Linked DNA regions of Anser cygnoides: regions 1, 2 and 3 are each linked to region 4. Evidence: chromatin contacts called from public Hi-C data. All regions are on one chromosome and are shown on one strand. Each heading gives the region's core, a stretch centred on a gene start, on an enhancer-like site or on the middle of the called end of the contact. The rest is flanking DNA. Distances are from core to core; before and after follow the strand shown. Region 1 holds the start of PLK3 (polo like kinase 3). Region 2 holds the start of TESK2 (testis associated actin remodelling kinase 2). Region 3 holds the start of RPS8 (ribosomal protein S8). Region 4 holds the start of EIF2B3 (eukaryotic translation initiation factor 2B subunit gamma).

Region 1 (3,488 bases), core at 632-3,131, 140 kb after region 4:
GACCGAAGTCCCCCACTTTCAGCTCCATGTTTTCGTTGATGAAGAAGTTGCCTGCAAGACGACGGTGACATGTCACCCCCCGTCCCTTTGGCTCGCTGCTCCCCGCGTGGCTCCGTCCCCAAACGTGACACTCACCCAGCTTGAGGTCCCGGTGCAGGATGCCCTTGAGGTGGAGGTATTTCAAGCCAGAGATGATTTGTTTGAGGTAATAGCGCACTTCAGGCTCCAGCAGGGTATGGCGGGCCTTCCAGATGTGGGCCAGCGACTGCAGAGGGAGAGAAGGCAGCTCAGTGACGGCAGGCAGGGAGGGCAGGCAGCCGTGCTGACTAAGCAAGGGGCCAGCAGGGTCAGAGCCAGTTCTTCCAGGAGTTGCACAAACAATTGTCCTGCCACGGCCAGGAGCTCAGCAGGCTCCCTGCTCAGCACAACCAGGGGAACCACTGGGCTTTTGGTGGTGGCGCTGGGGGCTACGGGCTGCCACCACGAGCAGGCTGCTTATGGAGGACGTGAAACCCACAGTGTCCCCAGCACCATGCAAAACCAGCACCCCGGACAAAGCATCCACTGCTCCGCTCGGGGACACGGAGCCCTCACCTTCCGGCTGCAGTGCTCCAGGAAGATGTAGATGTTCTCCGCGTCCTCAAAGTGGTGGGAGAACTTGACGATGTGCTTGTGGTGCAAGTCGCGGTGCAGCTCGATCTCGTTGGTGATCTGAAAGGACGCAGAGGCCGCGGGTGAGCGCAGGGTGCCCGCTGGAACCCGAGCGCCCCCCATAAGCTCCCCCGGCACCTACCTTCTCCCGCTGGTGGGGTTTAGCCACCCGGCTGTGAGGAATGACCTTCACAGCGTAGGTTTTGTTGCTGGAGAGGTCCGTCATTTCGTAGCATCGTGCGAAGCCGCCCTGCAAGGGGAGAAGAGGTGGTTGGGGACGGTGACAGACAGCTCTCCGCCCCTGCCGGCTCCTCGCAGCGCAGCCCAGGGAGCGTCACACGCCGCCGGCTGCTGCGTCGCCCGCTGAGATCTGAACCACGATGCTCTCGAGCCGGGATTTTCTTCACCCAGTTCTTGTAAAGCCTCCCGGGCGTTTTTCCTCCCACCACTACTGGACCCAGGCATCTTTCCAGATGACAGATCGCCCGGAAAGCCCTGCGCAGGGCAGGGGGACCGGAGGCCACCGAAAGGCAGCGCGCGATGGAGACAGGTTTTTCCTGCCGTGATGTCAGCCTCGAATCTGCACACTCAGCTGCCGAGCCCGCCCGGGCCGGGCTGGGAACAAGCAGCCTCCTCCTACACAGCGCTCGCAGCGGGAGGAAAAGTTGCGTGTGCCGCAGCCCGAGCGGCCGGGCCGGCACCCCTGGGAACCGGGGCAGCCGCCGGCCCACGCACACCCCGCGGGGCGCCCCGAAACCGATCGCGCCTCCGATAAGGCGGCGGGGCCGGGAGCCAGCCCGGCTGATTCACGGCTCCCGGCCCGGTACAAGGGGCGCGGGGGGGGGGGGTCGAGGGGGGCGGCGGCAGCAGCAAGGCCCCCAGCCCCCCTCCCAGCTCCCACCCCTACGGAAGCAGGGGGCTCCCCGCGCATCCTGCTGCCGCCCCCCCGTTGTCCCCCGGTACCTTCCCGAGCAGGCGGCCCTTGCAGTAGGAGCGACCGGAGAGCGGGTCGGTGATGAGCCGGGTGGTCTCGGCTGCCCGGCTGGGCGGCGGCGGCGGGGAGGGCGCGGGCTGGGCGGGCAGGCGGGCGGTGGTGGTGGCGGCGGGGAACAGGGGAAAAAGGCCGGCGTGCTCCATGGCGGCTGCGGGCACGGCCCCGGTCCGGCCCCGGTCCGGCCCCGGTGCTGCTCCTGCGGCTCCTCCGCCACCGGCGGCCCCGCGCACGTGGCCCCGCCGCCGCCCCCCGACTTGGCGCTGGCGCGCCGGGGATCCCGCCGGTTTTATCAATGGGCGCGCTGACGTCACCCGCGGGGCCACGCCCCCCTCCGGGCGGCCCCGCCGCGCTCTTAAAGGCGCAGCAGGACGGAAAGGGGGGGGTGGGGGAGGGGAGGGGGGCGGTGGGGGTCGTGTGAGGGCAGCCGGCCGCTGTCACCCTTCTGTAGAGGTTTGGGGGAAGGAGCCAGCCCCGCCCCTACGCGGGGGGGTCGGTAGATTCACACCCGCCCCAGATGTGCCCCCCCCCCCAGGCCCAGAGACCCCCACGGACAGGCTCCCCTCCAGGCACACGACCCCCATAGACACAGGGATCCCCCCCCCGAGACTCAGAGACCCCCACGGGCACGCAGAGACCCCTCCTCAGCTCCCTTCCGTCCCTCCCGAGACCTGCAGACCCCCCTCCCCACGCACATCTAGGGGGGATTTTGAAGCCCACCTGTACGCTGCAGACCCTGACCCCCACACACCCACCCTGGATGCAGCCAGGCGCCCCCCCAAAGCCCCCACTCTGTCCCAGTGGGGTCCCAGCCCACCCCAGGTGGGGCACTGGGGACATGGGGGGGCAGTGGAAGATGCAGGCGGGCTGCCTGGCCACGCTGTCCCCTGGGTCTGTGCCTTTGTGCCACGCTTTGCTGGGTCTGGCCGTGCTGGCCCCGATGTGCAGTGGTGCCCGGAGGGTACAGTGGTGTCCGCAGGGCGCTGAGCCACCGCGGTGCTGCTCTCTAATGGCCACGGGGAAGACACGTCTCAGTGTCACCCAAAATAGGCCGCGGATGGATGGATGTAGGGCAGCAGGACTGGCCAGAAAACCACGGCACCCCGCTCTCCCGGATCAGCAGCGTTGCAAAAGCCCCTCGAAAGCAGATCCTGCTGCCCTTCAGGGTAGCGGGACCACGTGCAAGTCCCTCGCTCTGTGCCAATTTCCCCTCTGCTCCCCCGAGGCAGCTCAGAGCTCTGCTCACTGATGCTCGATGTGCTCCTGAACACGCCGAGGGTTTCGCGTGAGCACCCCTGGCCAACCGGCCCCGCATTTCGCAGCACACCCCCTCTCGTCCTCCGGGATGAGAACTGAATAAACCTGCCCGGAGGGAGAGATGAAAGGATCCGGCCCTGTTTACTTCCCTCTTGGCTTTCAACCTTTCACGGAGGAAGCGTGTGCAAACGCTCTGCCCGGCAGCACACCCGGGTTCCCCCTTCGGGGAAAGCTGCCGGTTTCCACCAGGGCCCCAGGGCTCCCCTGGGCACGGGTGGCGTCACGGTGCACCTCTGCCTTTCCGACGGAGGCCCCGGCTCGGGGCTCCCCGGGCAGAGCTGAGTCAGCTTCTGGAGGCAGCGTGGGGGTGGAGGTACCCAAGGGTGCAGGGAGGCCCCAGGGGGTGCTGGGGGCAGCGGGACAACCTGCAGGGGCTTGTCCTGGGGCCTCCTGCTGGGAGCCACCAGCTCTGCTGCTCGCTGCTGGCTCCTGGCTCAGTTTGGGCTAAGGTGGGTGTCCACATCCCCCCCCCCGGGGCTGGGGCACCTCACCGAGAGGGATGGAGCCCGGGAGCTGCTCCCCCCCACCT
Region 2 (3,517 bases), core at 544-3,043, 220 kb before region 4:
CTGCAACTTTGCGCCAGCCCATGAGATAAATGTTTATTTATTGCTTATTACCAATAAGACATTTGTAGACCGAAAGCAGAAGCAACTAGTATCTTGTCTGGAAAGCAGGAAAGAGATGAAATTTATGACAGGGAATTGGGGAAAGATGATTCACTTGCTTTAGTTCTGCGATTAGATCCCAAAAGGAGAAGTAATAAAAACCTGCCACCAGATGTCATCTTGCAGCTAACTAATAGCTTCCAACACAGCCAGGACTAGGGGCACAGGGAGATGAAACTGGAAGGCACTGATACTTAAACAGGGTGCAGAGCAGCAGGGACAGCTGCGCTCTGACTTAGAGAATGGCCAAGGAAACCGAGATATTTCGGCGTGTGCTGCGTGAAGTCTTTTCAACTGGCTTGGTCAAACCCCAGCAAAATGTAAAGAGCTGAAATTTAACTCTAAATAATAAGTCCTAAAAGATTGGTCTTACTGAAAAGCCCCATTCTGGAGCTCAGTTCTCCTGGAGTGTCAGAGAGCAGACTGACAGATCCGAGTAGTTCCACCTGTTCAGTCACAGATTAAAATATGATGGATATGCTAATCATTGTTTAATGGCTTAATTACAAAAGCTTCACTGCACCCTGTGCTTGAGCTGTCATTAGAATAGACATTTGCACATACTTGGTATTTAGCATTTGGGAGTGTGGGAAAATCACTGTTAGCAAGGGAAATCCAGGAGGAAAATGAAACAAATGATCAAAAAAAAAAAAAAGACTATCTTTTTTTCCACACAAAGCACTTTTAATCTGTTACCTGTGCAGAATTACTTTTATTTTTTTATTTTTTATTTTTTCAGTTAAACTTACAGAGAACATCTCACTGTAAATTTGGGTGGAAATTCTAAGACTAAATTCAGTCGGTAAAACGCAGATTAGGGATTTTATCCCAGCTGTAAGAGTAAAACTCTGTTCACTGTTATCTGTAGAACTGGTGCTGATGTTTCCAACACGAAAGTCCCCCGAGCGTGTTTTGGATCAAGCTGAAAAGCTTAGATACAAAATTAATGATGAAGGGTAATGAGAAAACAGGACATATTGCTAATATCGCAAGGTTGAGCACCGCGTTCTTGTCTGAGAACATTTTCGGTTATAATTCCTGCAGTTTGAATTGCTTGGGATTCGTTTTTTTGAATACAATACTCTACAACAGATGAACTTTTTTATTTATTTTTTATTTTTTGAGTTTCAGTAAAAATAGCTCAGATATTGCCAAGGATGAGGTCAGGGAAGAAAACATCAGTTTGGGTTAAACGCCGGGGCAGGAGGAGGCCGTGAGGCGCCAGGGCAATGGAAACCCCCCCTGCCCCGTGCCCAGGCCGCGGGGCCTCCATGAGCACCTGGGCCCGCTGACAGCTTCACGCCCACCGCTGCCTATAAACACGCGGGGATTGGCTCTCCTGCCCGTCCGTCAGAACGTGCGCCGCGCTCTTACTGGCTAACTCTCTTATTTATAACCCGCCCTCAAAGGCTGGCCAATGAGAGTGAGGCGCCCCTAGCAACGCCCCTCTCTCTTTCCTGCCGCTGGCTCCCGCTATCGTCCTGGGAGTTGTCATCCCTGCTCCCGTTGGCCGAGCTGCCTGCTTCTCAAGCTCCCCTCAGCCAATTAGAAAAGGGCACTCACGTGGATTACCTGCGAACCCCTCCGCGCCTGCCTTCCCCTCCTCCATTGGCCGCACCCCGCCGTCCATCAACCCTCTCCGGACTCCGATTGGTTACGCGGGAGGGCGGTGGGTGTCGGGGTGCCGCCCCGGCTCTGGGGGCGGCTCAGTGGCGGTGGCGGTGGCGGCGGAGGCGGACGCAGAGGGAGGAGCCGCGACGCTCCCTGGCCCCCGGGTCCCGCAGCCGGGCTCGCTCCTCACATGGGGCCCCCTCGCCTCCCCTCGGCGGGCCGCTGAGGAGCCGGGCAGGCCGCCATGACAGCCCCCGTCGGCCGCAGGCCCCGCTGGCGCCGCCGCCGCTGCTCAGGTAACGGCCGGGGGCGGCCCCGCAGCTCCGCGGGGGGTGCCTGGGCAGGGTGGCGGCGGGGGAGGCCTGGCTCCGGGGCGCTGCCCCGTGAGGAGGCGTGAGAGGAGGCTGAGGGTTGGGGGGGAGCTGCCCGGGGGCCTGCAGGGTCCGGGTGGGTCGCCGCGTTGAGGGGGGAGCTGCCCTGCTCTGAGGTGGGGGGCTCGCCCCTGGGGTCCCCTGACAGGAGGTGCCTGGGGAGCTGGAAGCTGAGCCTTCGGGAGCACCGCGCTGAGTTCTAGTCACGTTTATGGCCTCCTAAAAACCCTTACAGCTGATGTCGAGGCTGGCTTTTGGGCAGCCTTCGTGCTCCAGATGAAATAATTTCTTCAAAACTAACCTTCTAGTAGGGATCGGAGGCGTAGGGTGTCTTCGTGGGCTGCAAAATCACCAGATGCACAGTTCCACGGGGTTAGTGAGGCGGTGGAATTTACAGCCGAAGATAAGGTGTTTTACGAGGAGCTCTGATATGCCCAGTGGGTTAGTCGTAAGGGTTTCTATTTAGTCATCAACTCTGGAAATTATTGTTGCATGCTGCGTTCTGACAGGCCAATAAAAGTGTCATTTTTGGACTTGTGCAGGACTGCACTGTGCAGCTGTAGACACGGCTGTGTTACTTTGTTGTCCATTTTGTTTTGTTTTCACATAAAACTTGTACACAGAGCACGATTAGCTAGAACTGAAAGTACCTGGGTGTGCTCCTGTACCTGCTGCCAAGTGTCTGCCCTCCTGCGTTGGGTTTTCTGTTTTTATTCCCCCCCTCGCTTAGATCTTTCCCGCTCTTCTGTTAGGATGAACAGCTGGCGGTGGGAGCGGAGCAGAAGACAGGGACAGGCTGTGGAAGGAGAAAACTGGTGCAAATGCAGTGTTCTGGTGGTGTGGGCCTGTTGTAACCGAGCTGTACCCTCCACGTTCGTACGTGTGCTTTTGCCATTGTGATTCTTTATGCAAGTGACTTTGCAAACGCATGAAAGAAATGCAGGGCTAAGGGAGAGGGATGTTGCTTCTGTGCCTGCTGCAGGAAAGAGTGAAGCTTGTGGTTCCCTCGCGTCATAGGTTTCCTTTTTTTCCTGTAGCCAAAAACCATGCATTTGCACAATGGCAACGCTTCTTATTTTATCCTTGTAGCGTGGTATCTTGCAGCCTGGTACAAAAAAAGTGCTCTTCTAGGCAAGATCGAAAATGATCAACATTTATAATTATTATTTTTTTTTTAGCCATTTTCCTCCTTATTAGCTCCTTAGTGTATTCATTTCATGTTGTGTATTTATCAGTAAGTACATCTGATAATCAGCCGCTGTGTCCTGGTGGCTCCATCTGTTGTCTGCTGCCAAGTCCTCTTTTTGACTTAGTTAGTAAGCTTCTTTTCATATGGCCCTGTCACTTTTTCTTAAGTTGAACACATTTCTGGTAGTGGCTAGGCCACTTTTTTATGTGGTTGTCCCCTCGCCTGCACTGGAGAGCTGTGACAGCGT
Region 3 (3,632 bases), core at 827-3,326, 160 kb after region 4:
GCTGGCTTTATCATCACACAGGGTAACAGCGACTGGGCCTGAGCTCAAGCCGAACGGTTTTTGTTTTGTAATTCCTAGGACAAAACCCACCTCGTCCAGCGGAATTACTGCAGGCTGCCCTCTCGTTTCTGTGCTGCCCACTTCTGCTTAGCTAAGCAGGAGGAATTAAAAAGCGCGTGCTCATGTAACACTGCCACGGGCCGCTCTTTTGCTGAAAAATCCTCAGCCTTCTCTCTTGGACAGGGCTACCTAACTCTCAGCAGATGTTCATCAATGAACTGGGCAGCACGTGAGTTGCATTTGTGAAGACCTAACCTGCAGGTAGTTTGCGTTTTCCCCCCTCTGTAGCCCCCCAAAGCCCAGCAGGGAGGCGATACGAGCGTGTCTCTCAGGGTAACTATGACACTCCAATCACTGTGAGCCCAGCAGACATTCAAGTCTCCTAAGGCCACGTAAGGTCAAAGTTATCATCACCACGCAGCCAGCCTCAGGTCCACTTCTGCCAAGTTCAGTGTGTCCGAAATCAGCCTAGAAAGCTGTGCACCACCCCTCTACTCTGTAGCTGTATTGGAGATCAACGTGTGTGGAAGGTTTCTGAACGCATCAGGGTTATAACGTACTTACATTCGGATCCCCAGGAGAAGTTGCCGACATCCAGGCGAAGGGCACGGTATTTCTTGTTGCCACCACGAACCCTCACTGTGTGAATTCGGCGCGGACCGATCTACATCGGAAACAAACCCCAGTGAGGTTGGCGCTGGCATGCTGCACGGCACGCACACAGGAGCCCAGCCGAACTCCGAACCCAAGGCAATGTGGTCAGTGTAACTATGACAAACCCCAGCATCGGCAGATGCAGAAAGCGACCAAAACGGTCTGTTGCATCCGCCTAAGGTGAGAATTTCATCACTCCAATTGCCTCTTACTGCAAAAACCTATCACTGCTTCCCACAGGCATAAAGAAAAAAGCCATCTTTTATAAAAGCAGTGACAGATATCTAATCACTCACAATGTATTTTTAAGCCTCTGGAAGCACACAATCATCAAATCGAATTTGAAAAAAATCACTGACTATCCTCCCCAAGCCACCCACCTTAGTGTTGGCTGGCGGCCGCCCCAACTCATACTTCCTCTTCTTGTGGTAGGGCTTCCTCTTGCCCCCAGTCTTGCGACGCTTATGCCAGTTGTCCCTGGAGATACCTGAATGGAGAGCAGCGCGGTCAGAAGATGGCATGGATCCCACCTGGCCATGGCTGGGCGAGGGTCTGAGTCCTCAGCTCTCCAAGGTTGGTATCCGCACAGTGCACTCAGCCTTATGCAGCAGTTAGAGATGCTTCATCATTGAAACTCAGAGCCTCCTCGACCTCCTCTCCCCCAGCACATCTGGGGAAGGCAGCCTCCCTCCCTCCCTCCCTCCCGCAGCTCTGCAGGGACCACCCCAGCCCTCTGCAGGAAGCAACCTCATGAATTAGCTTACAGGACCCTACAGGAAGGGCCCGCCTCACGCTGCTAAGCCCCCTGTAACACGTACCTTATGCTATGCGCTGGATCTTGCAGCTCCTTAGGAATGGATCCCCTCCCCACCTGACTGACGGGCCCTATGGGGTACACCCCCACTCAACCCTCCCTTCTCCAACTGAGCCCCCAAAAGGCGCTGCCTCCTGGGTAACGAGCCCCCCCATCACCCCCCCCCTTCATCCGCAGGGCCCCCTACAGCAGCCTCCCTGTCCCCCCCCCCCGCCGCCATGTTGGGCCCGGCCTCCCTCCCCTCCTCCCCCCGCCAGCCGCTCGGCGCTGCGGCAGCCGCCCCCGATGGCGGTCAGCGGGGCCCGGCGGCACCCCCGGCTGCCCCCCGGGACGGATGGCTGCAGGCGGCGGCAGCGCGGCGGGCAGATGGCGGCGGATGGCGGTCGGGCCTGGTGGCAGCCCCACTCACCCATGGTGCGGCCCTGGCGCAAAGAGGCGGCGCGGAGGCTCACGGGGCGGTTTGGCGCAGCGAGCTCTCGCGAGAGGCAGTGACGTCATCGCGCCGCGGCCGTGTGCTGTTGCTAGGCGACGCGGCGGTGGTGACGGCGGAGGCCAGAGGGCTGATTTGCATACCCATGGTGCACCGCGCGGCGCCGCCCGGTTCTGCCGGCTCCGGTGTCGTTTCCGCCGCTCTCGCGGGGTCGCTCGGGGCCGGGAGCGGGGCTGAGAGGTGGGGAAAGGGTGGAGGGAGCGAGACCGGGGGGAGACGGGAGAACGGTTTATCGCCGTGAGCTAGAGAGCGGCGGGCGGTGCTGGGGTCGGGCCTGGGAGAGCGATAATTATACTCTGGTTTCTCTTCAGATCGTATAAATCTTTCGCCTTTTACTAAAGATTTCCGTGGAGAGGAACAAGCACGAGTGTCGTGGAATTTTTTGAGGCTCTGCTTCGGCAGAGCTGCCCTTACTTGGTCAAAAACAGACAAAATAACGTTTTTCTTCGCACGTTTAGGGAAGCGCACCACCCCAAGTCGTGTTGAACTGCACCGCTATGGCCTCCGCCCATCTACCCAACCTGCCCAGGTCCCTCTGCAGGGCCCTCCTGCCCTCCAACACCTCCCCCCAAAGCCTTCCTACCCCCCGTCAGATCGACGCTGCTGTGAGAGGCAGAGCTGCGTTTCTGCAACAGAAGGTGGTTTTGCAGTGGAAAATCCCCCTAACCTGGCGTATTCAAAAGTGACTGTAGGGCATAGCAGTTGGGAGTATGCTAAGCAGATAAGGGGAAGGTCCTGCTGTCCCAAAATGAGGGGGATGGCTGAGGAAAACAGGACGAGCAGTGTGAAATCAGTAGAAACAAAAATCAAGGGCCCTTTAGTCACGAGAGAAGAGGGGAAAAAAAAAAAAGAAAAGAAAAGGAGAAAAGAAAAGAAAAGAAAAGAAAAGAAAAGAAAAGAAAAGAAAAGAAAAGAAAAGAAAAGAAAAGAAAAGAAAAGAAAAGAAAAGAAAAGAAGGAGAAATTAACGGTTGGTCAAATAAAATTGTACATGTATTGTATAGAAGCGCGTCGAGTAGGTTGTGAACCTGTAGCGCTCAGCGCATGAGGAAACAGGGAGGAATCAGGTGTCGGGTAACGGGGAGTACGAGGTTATGGTAAACTTTTACTGTGCGCTCATCCCTGCAGGACGCCCGCCATTGCAACCACGAATAAAATATCTCCGCAGAGGGTCCTGCCTGAAGAAAATCACTGAGAGTCTCCTCTCGCTTCCCCCCAGCTTGGTGCCTTACCGCGGTGCGCCCAGCCCCTCACCCCAGCCCCCAGCACCGCCCCCGGGCAGCGCCGTGCTGGCGGTACCCGGCACTCGCGGCCCCGCCCCCAGGCCCTGCTCATTTGCATACCCGTGGTGCACCGCGCGGCGCCGCCCGCTTCCCGCCCGCTCCGGTCCCGTTTCCGCAGCTCCCGCGGGGCCGCTCGGGGCCGGGAGCGGGACCGGAGGGCGGGGAGGGGATGGGGGGAGCGGGGTCGGGGGGAGGCGGGGCGGGGCGGGCGGCGCCGTGAGCTGGGGGGCGGCGGGCGGCGCTGGGGTCGGGCCGGGGGGTTTAGTCGTTATACTCTGGTTTCTCTTCAGATCGTATAAATCTTTCGCCTTTTACTAAAGATTTCCGTGGAG
Region 4 (3,727 bases), core at 158-2,657:
TGCACAGAGGGGTGCGTTGCGTCCCACGTTAATTTCCTTTGCTGGGAGCTCCTAACGAAGCGTTTATTCCTCACTGCAGTCACGTTTGAGGACTTGCAGTCCGACGACCCCCGCATCCGGATCTTCTTGGAGGCGCTCAGCAACTTCACCAGCGGTGAGCGACCGCGTGCCTTCCCCGCTCCTCACCCACCGGGCCAGGACCCACGGGGATGTCCCATCCCCTCGGAGCGTCCCGCCTGGGCTCTGGGGGTGACCCCAAACCTGTCCCCTGTCCTTCCCCAGAGGACCTCAGCCGCTTCCTCAAGTTCATCACGGGCCGCAGCCGCCTCCCGGTTCAGATCACCGTCCACCCAGACAAATCGGGGTGAGTCCGTCCGTCCTGCCCGGCCGTGTCCCCGCGGCGCAGGCGCCTGACCCGCCTCTCCTTTCTTTCTCCCAAGAACGCAGCAGCTGGACGTGATGCCCAAGGCCTCCACGTGCTCCTGCACCTTGTTCTTGCCCAACTACTCCTCGTGAGTGCAGCTGGGGACGGGGACGCTCGTCCTCCCTTCCATGAGGACGTGGGGGGGTCCGGTGCCCGTCCCCGACGTAACCCGGCGTCTCGCCTGCAGGGCCCGGGCCTGCGAGGAGCTGCTGCGCTACGCCGTGTACAACTGCATGTCCATCGACACCGACGAGCCCGTGGCACAGGACGTGTCCGTCGACTCCCCCGAGCTGTAGCGACGTTTCGTGGAATAAAAACACAACGAGGCTGTGCTCGTGTCTGGGGTGTGGAGAGCACGGTTTGTGCGGGGGGGGCTGCATGTCCTGTCCCCTCCCCGGGCCACCAGCTTCCCCCTGCAGCCTGGGTGTCCCCATGAACTGATGGGGGCATGCACGTGCGGCGTGTCCTCTGTCAGAGGGGTGCACCCTGCCCTGGTGCCCCCATCCCAAACGCAGTGCCATGCCTCTCCTCCGCACATGGGAAGGCAATGGGAAGGGTGGGGTGCTCAGCACCACCCCGTCTCAGCCCTGCACCCCCACCCTGTTATCCCAGGAGCCTGTGCCTTCAGCGGTTCCCCTGGTAAAGCACCTGGATGGTGGGATGAGCTTCCTGGGACGTGCCTGGCTGGGGATGCACCCCAAAAAGTGCCCCCATATAATGCACCCCATAGAGTACCCCCCCCGCGAGGCACCCTGCGATGCACCCCGCGAGCTGCTGCCCTGCAGTGCACCCTATAACCCCCCCTCATGCAGTGCACCCTATAACCCCCCCTCATGCAGTGCACCCTATAACCCCCCCCACGCCCCCTACCACCCCCCATGCCCCCTACACTCCCCCCCCCCACCAGGGGGCGCTGTCCCCTCGAGCCCCCCCCCCAGCAGATCGATGACTCGGCGCTCCGCAGCCTGCCCTCCTCCCGTCGGCGCTCCTCTCGCCTCCCTGGCGAGGCGGAGGGGGGGATCGATGCTCTCGGCGCTCCTCGAGCCGCTCGGCTGTCCGCGCGCATGCGCGCTGCGCGCCGGCGCCGCCATTGCGGTGCTGTCAGGGAGCCGGTGAGGAGCGGAGCGGAGGTAACGTACCGGTAACGGGCCGGTAACGTCATTTAACGTAACGCAACGTAACGTGACGTGACTTAACGCAACGTACCGGTGGTACCGGCGCCTCGCAGCGGGTTCTGGGGGGCGGGGGGGCTCGGTTGGGCCCGGCCCGGCCCGGTTGGGCCCGGTTCGGCCCGGTTGGGCCCGGCCCGGCCGTGACGCGGCCCCTCGGTGCCGTTGCAGGATGGAGTTCCAGGCCGTGCTGATGGCGGCGGGCGGCGGCTCCCGCATGACGGACCTGACGGCCAGCATCCCCAAGCCGCTGCTGCCCGTGGGCAACCGGCCCCTGCTGTGGTACCCGCTGAACCTCCTGGAGCGCGCCGGCTTCGAAGGTGAGGCGGGGTGCGGGGGAAGGGGGGCGGCGGGCTCACCCGTCCGGTGTCCTGCTGCTGCCAGCTGCCAGCCTCTCCTCGTTGTCACGCCTTGTCTTGTCGCTGCTCGTCAGGGCAGTGGCCTTATGGAGGCCTCCTCTCCGCAGCAGACCTAATTGTGACTGCTCCTCACCCATATCACATCCTTTACTTTTAACTCTAGGCCACATCCGTGCGTGCTCCCTTCCTGCTTCCCCCCTCACCAAGGGTTTTCTCATCTACGTGCTGTGCTTAAGTTTGGAGTCCTTCCGAGCGTTGTTAACCTGGAGTCTTTCTCTCGTCTCTTTCCCTGAGTTGTTAATAAAAATGGCATGAGAAGCGTGTCAGCTCTCTTGGGATGTCTCTCAGTTTGTTGTTCCAATGTGGCGTGAAGTTCAGGGTTATTTGTTCTGTTTGAGGCATTTAGTTCTTGTTGCAGCACGGCGCTGAGTGCTGGCCTTCAGACAGAGCCGGGCAGGGGGAGCTGGCAGGCTGGTAGTGCTGTTTTCTGGGCCTCATTTCACAAGAGAGCTCAAGCGATAAATTTTTGGTGAGGTTCTTTCGCATTATCTGTCATTAGATTTCTGTTTAGCTTTTCGGTGATGGCCCAAATCTTTCTGTAGTGTTCCCCATAACTCGTAAAACTTCCTGGTACCATTTGCATCTCCAGTTTTCACGCTTATATTTGTCCTTGCCTTTCTACTTTTGTTGTGTCTTCCGGGTGACTGTGCTGTTCTTCTGTGCTCTGTCTTGAGAAAGTGAATTCTTCTTCTAGCTGCTGCTCTTCTCTTTGAAGTTGTAGGGATCAGCTCGTGATTTACGTGTGTTGGCCTTTCCGTACGTCATACCATTTAGGGATGTATAGTTTGAGGTCATTTGTTAGTGATGTAAGACATTTCTCTCTCATCTCGCTGATTCGTGCCACTCGCACAGTCAGTGTTAAGAAACAAAGGGAAAAATAAATGTAAACCTATGCCTTCGTTTTGTGTCATTAAGAAATCCTTAAGAACTCTTCTATGCCCTGTGAAAATTTGGACATGCAAGGTTGTATATGCAGCTTCAGTAAGCAGTCAGACACCTTCTTGCTTTTCTCTTGCTTCTGTCCTCCGACCAAGCTGACACTTTTGTGCTAATACTCTGATGGCGTGAATCCTCTCTGAATCATAGCTTTTATTATCGTGTGATGTTTGGGTTCTTCCTGCTTGTTTATGTGAGTAAGTAGGTGTTCCACGGTCTGATTCGCTGCTTCCCCTTTGTCCCAACTGCAAGTGCTTCATCTTGGAATGAAGCCTGCATTTTCGTCTTTGTTTTGGAAAATATGCTTTCATGCCACCATTGATACACTTCAAATATGCTTTTACCTTTTTTTCTTTTTTAGGTGGAATGAGTTTGTTGTTCACAAACTACTCCACTCCCCTGCCAAGCTGCTGTTCGGCAATAGTTTAACTATTGCACTGTAATACTGTAGTTGGTGGTGTTGCCCACAGAGGATTATACAGGATGAGGCTGGGCAAAAGGCAAAGCTCTGAAACGCTGATGGTGTTAACACAGGGTCTCATTGGTGGCTTTTTGTAGGTCATACTGTTGAGGGATGTGCAGTTTGAGGCTGTTTGTTAATGATGGAAGACATTCCTCTTTCATCTCGCTGATTCATGCCACTCACACGCAGGTGTCCCTTTCAGCAACAGTTCCCCACCCATACAAAGCAAGAGAGATTGCTGTCACGTTAACAGCTTCTCTTCTGCCAAAGTTGTTATTGCCAAAAGCTCGTGGTTCAGTACCGTCAGACAGTTACA

Evidence for each region. Hi-C and Micro-C count contacts between places; a contact is called where the count stands out from the background.
Region 1: a Hi-C map of liver shows a contact between it and region 4, with 2.2 times the contacts expected there. The contact joins the promoter of PLK3 here to the promoter of EIF2B3 in region 4. A contact is called at or near these places in 2 of 7 Hi-C or Micro-C datasets (both in liver).
Region 2: a contact with region 4 is called in a Hi-C map of liver, with 5 times the contacts expected there. The contact joins the promoter of TESK2 here to the promoter of EIF2B3 in region 4. A contact is called at or near these places in 2 of 7 Hi-C or Micro-C datasets (both in liver).
Region 3: a Hi-C map of liver shows a contact between it and region 4, with 4 times the contacts expected there. The contact joins the promoter of RPS8 here to the promoter of EIF2B3 in region 4. A contact is called at or near these places in 3 of 7 Hi-C or Micro-C datasets (all in liver).

Annotation. Positions count from the first base shown.
Region 1 is chr8:23,379,036-23,382,523 of Taihu_goose_T2T_genome, reverse strand. It overlaps PLK3 (polo like kinase 3), which reads right to left and starts at 1,881. Exons shown (of 15, transcript XM_067001285.1): 1 at 1,615-1,881; 2 at 794-901; 3 at 595-711; 4 at 136-265; 5 at 1-51. The coding sequence starts at 1,788.
Region 2 is chr8:23,741,156-23,744,672 of Taihu_goose_T2T_genome, reverse strand. It overlaps TESK2 (testis associated actin remodelling kinase 2), which reads left to right and starts at 1,793. Exons shown (of 11, transcript XM_048058966.2): 1 at 1,793-2,006. LOC136791353 (a long non-coding RNA gene) reads left to right here. Exons shown (of 2, transcript XR_010833153.1): 2 at 1-405.
Region 3 is chr8:23,362,294-23,365,925 of Taihu_goose_T2T_genome, reverse strand. RPS8 (ribosomal protein S8) reads right to left here and starts at 2,076. Exons shown (of 6, transcript XM_067001315.1): 1 at 1,938-2,076; 2 at 1,095-1,201; 3 at 625-724. The coding sequence starts at 1,941. LOC136791419 (U5 spliceosomal RNA) reads left to right here and starts at 2,310; the gene lies at 2,310-2,424. LOC125182244 (small nucleolar RNA SNORD55/SNORD39) reads right to left here and starts at 1,352; the gene lies at 1,268-1,352. LOC125182247 (small nucleolar RNA SNORD46) reads right to left here and starts at 917; the gene lies at 814-917. It also overlaps LOC125182242.
Region 4 is chr8:23,521,356-23,525,082 of Taihu_goose_T2T_genome, reverse strand. It overlaps EIF2B3 (eukaryotic translation initiation factor 2B subunit gamma), which reads left to right and starts at 1,407. Exons shown (of 12, transcript XM_048059023.2): 1 at 1,407-1,554; 2 at 1,765-1,913. The coding sequence starts at 1,766. It overlaps HECTD3 (HECT domain E3 ubiquitin protein ligase 3), which reads left to right. Exons shown (of 21, transcript XM_048058962.2): 18 at 80-154; 19 at 283-364; 20 at 441-512; 21 at 612-762. The coding sequence ends at 720.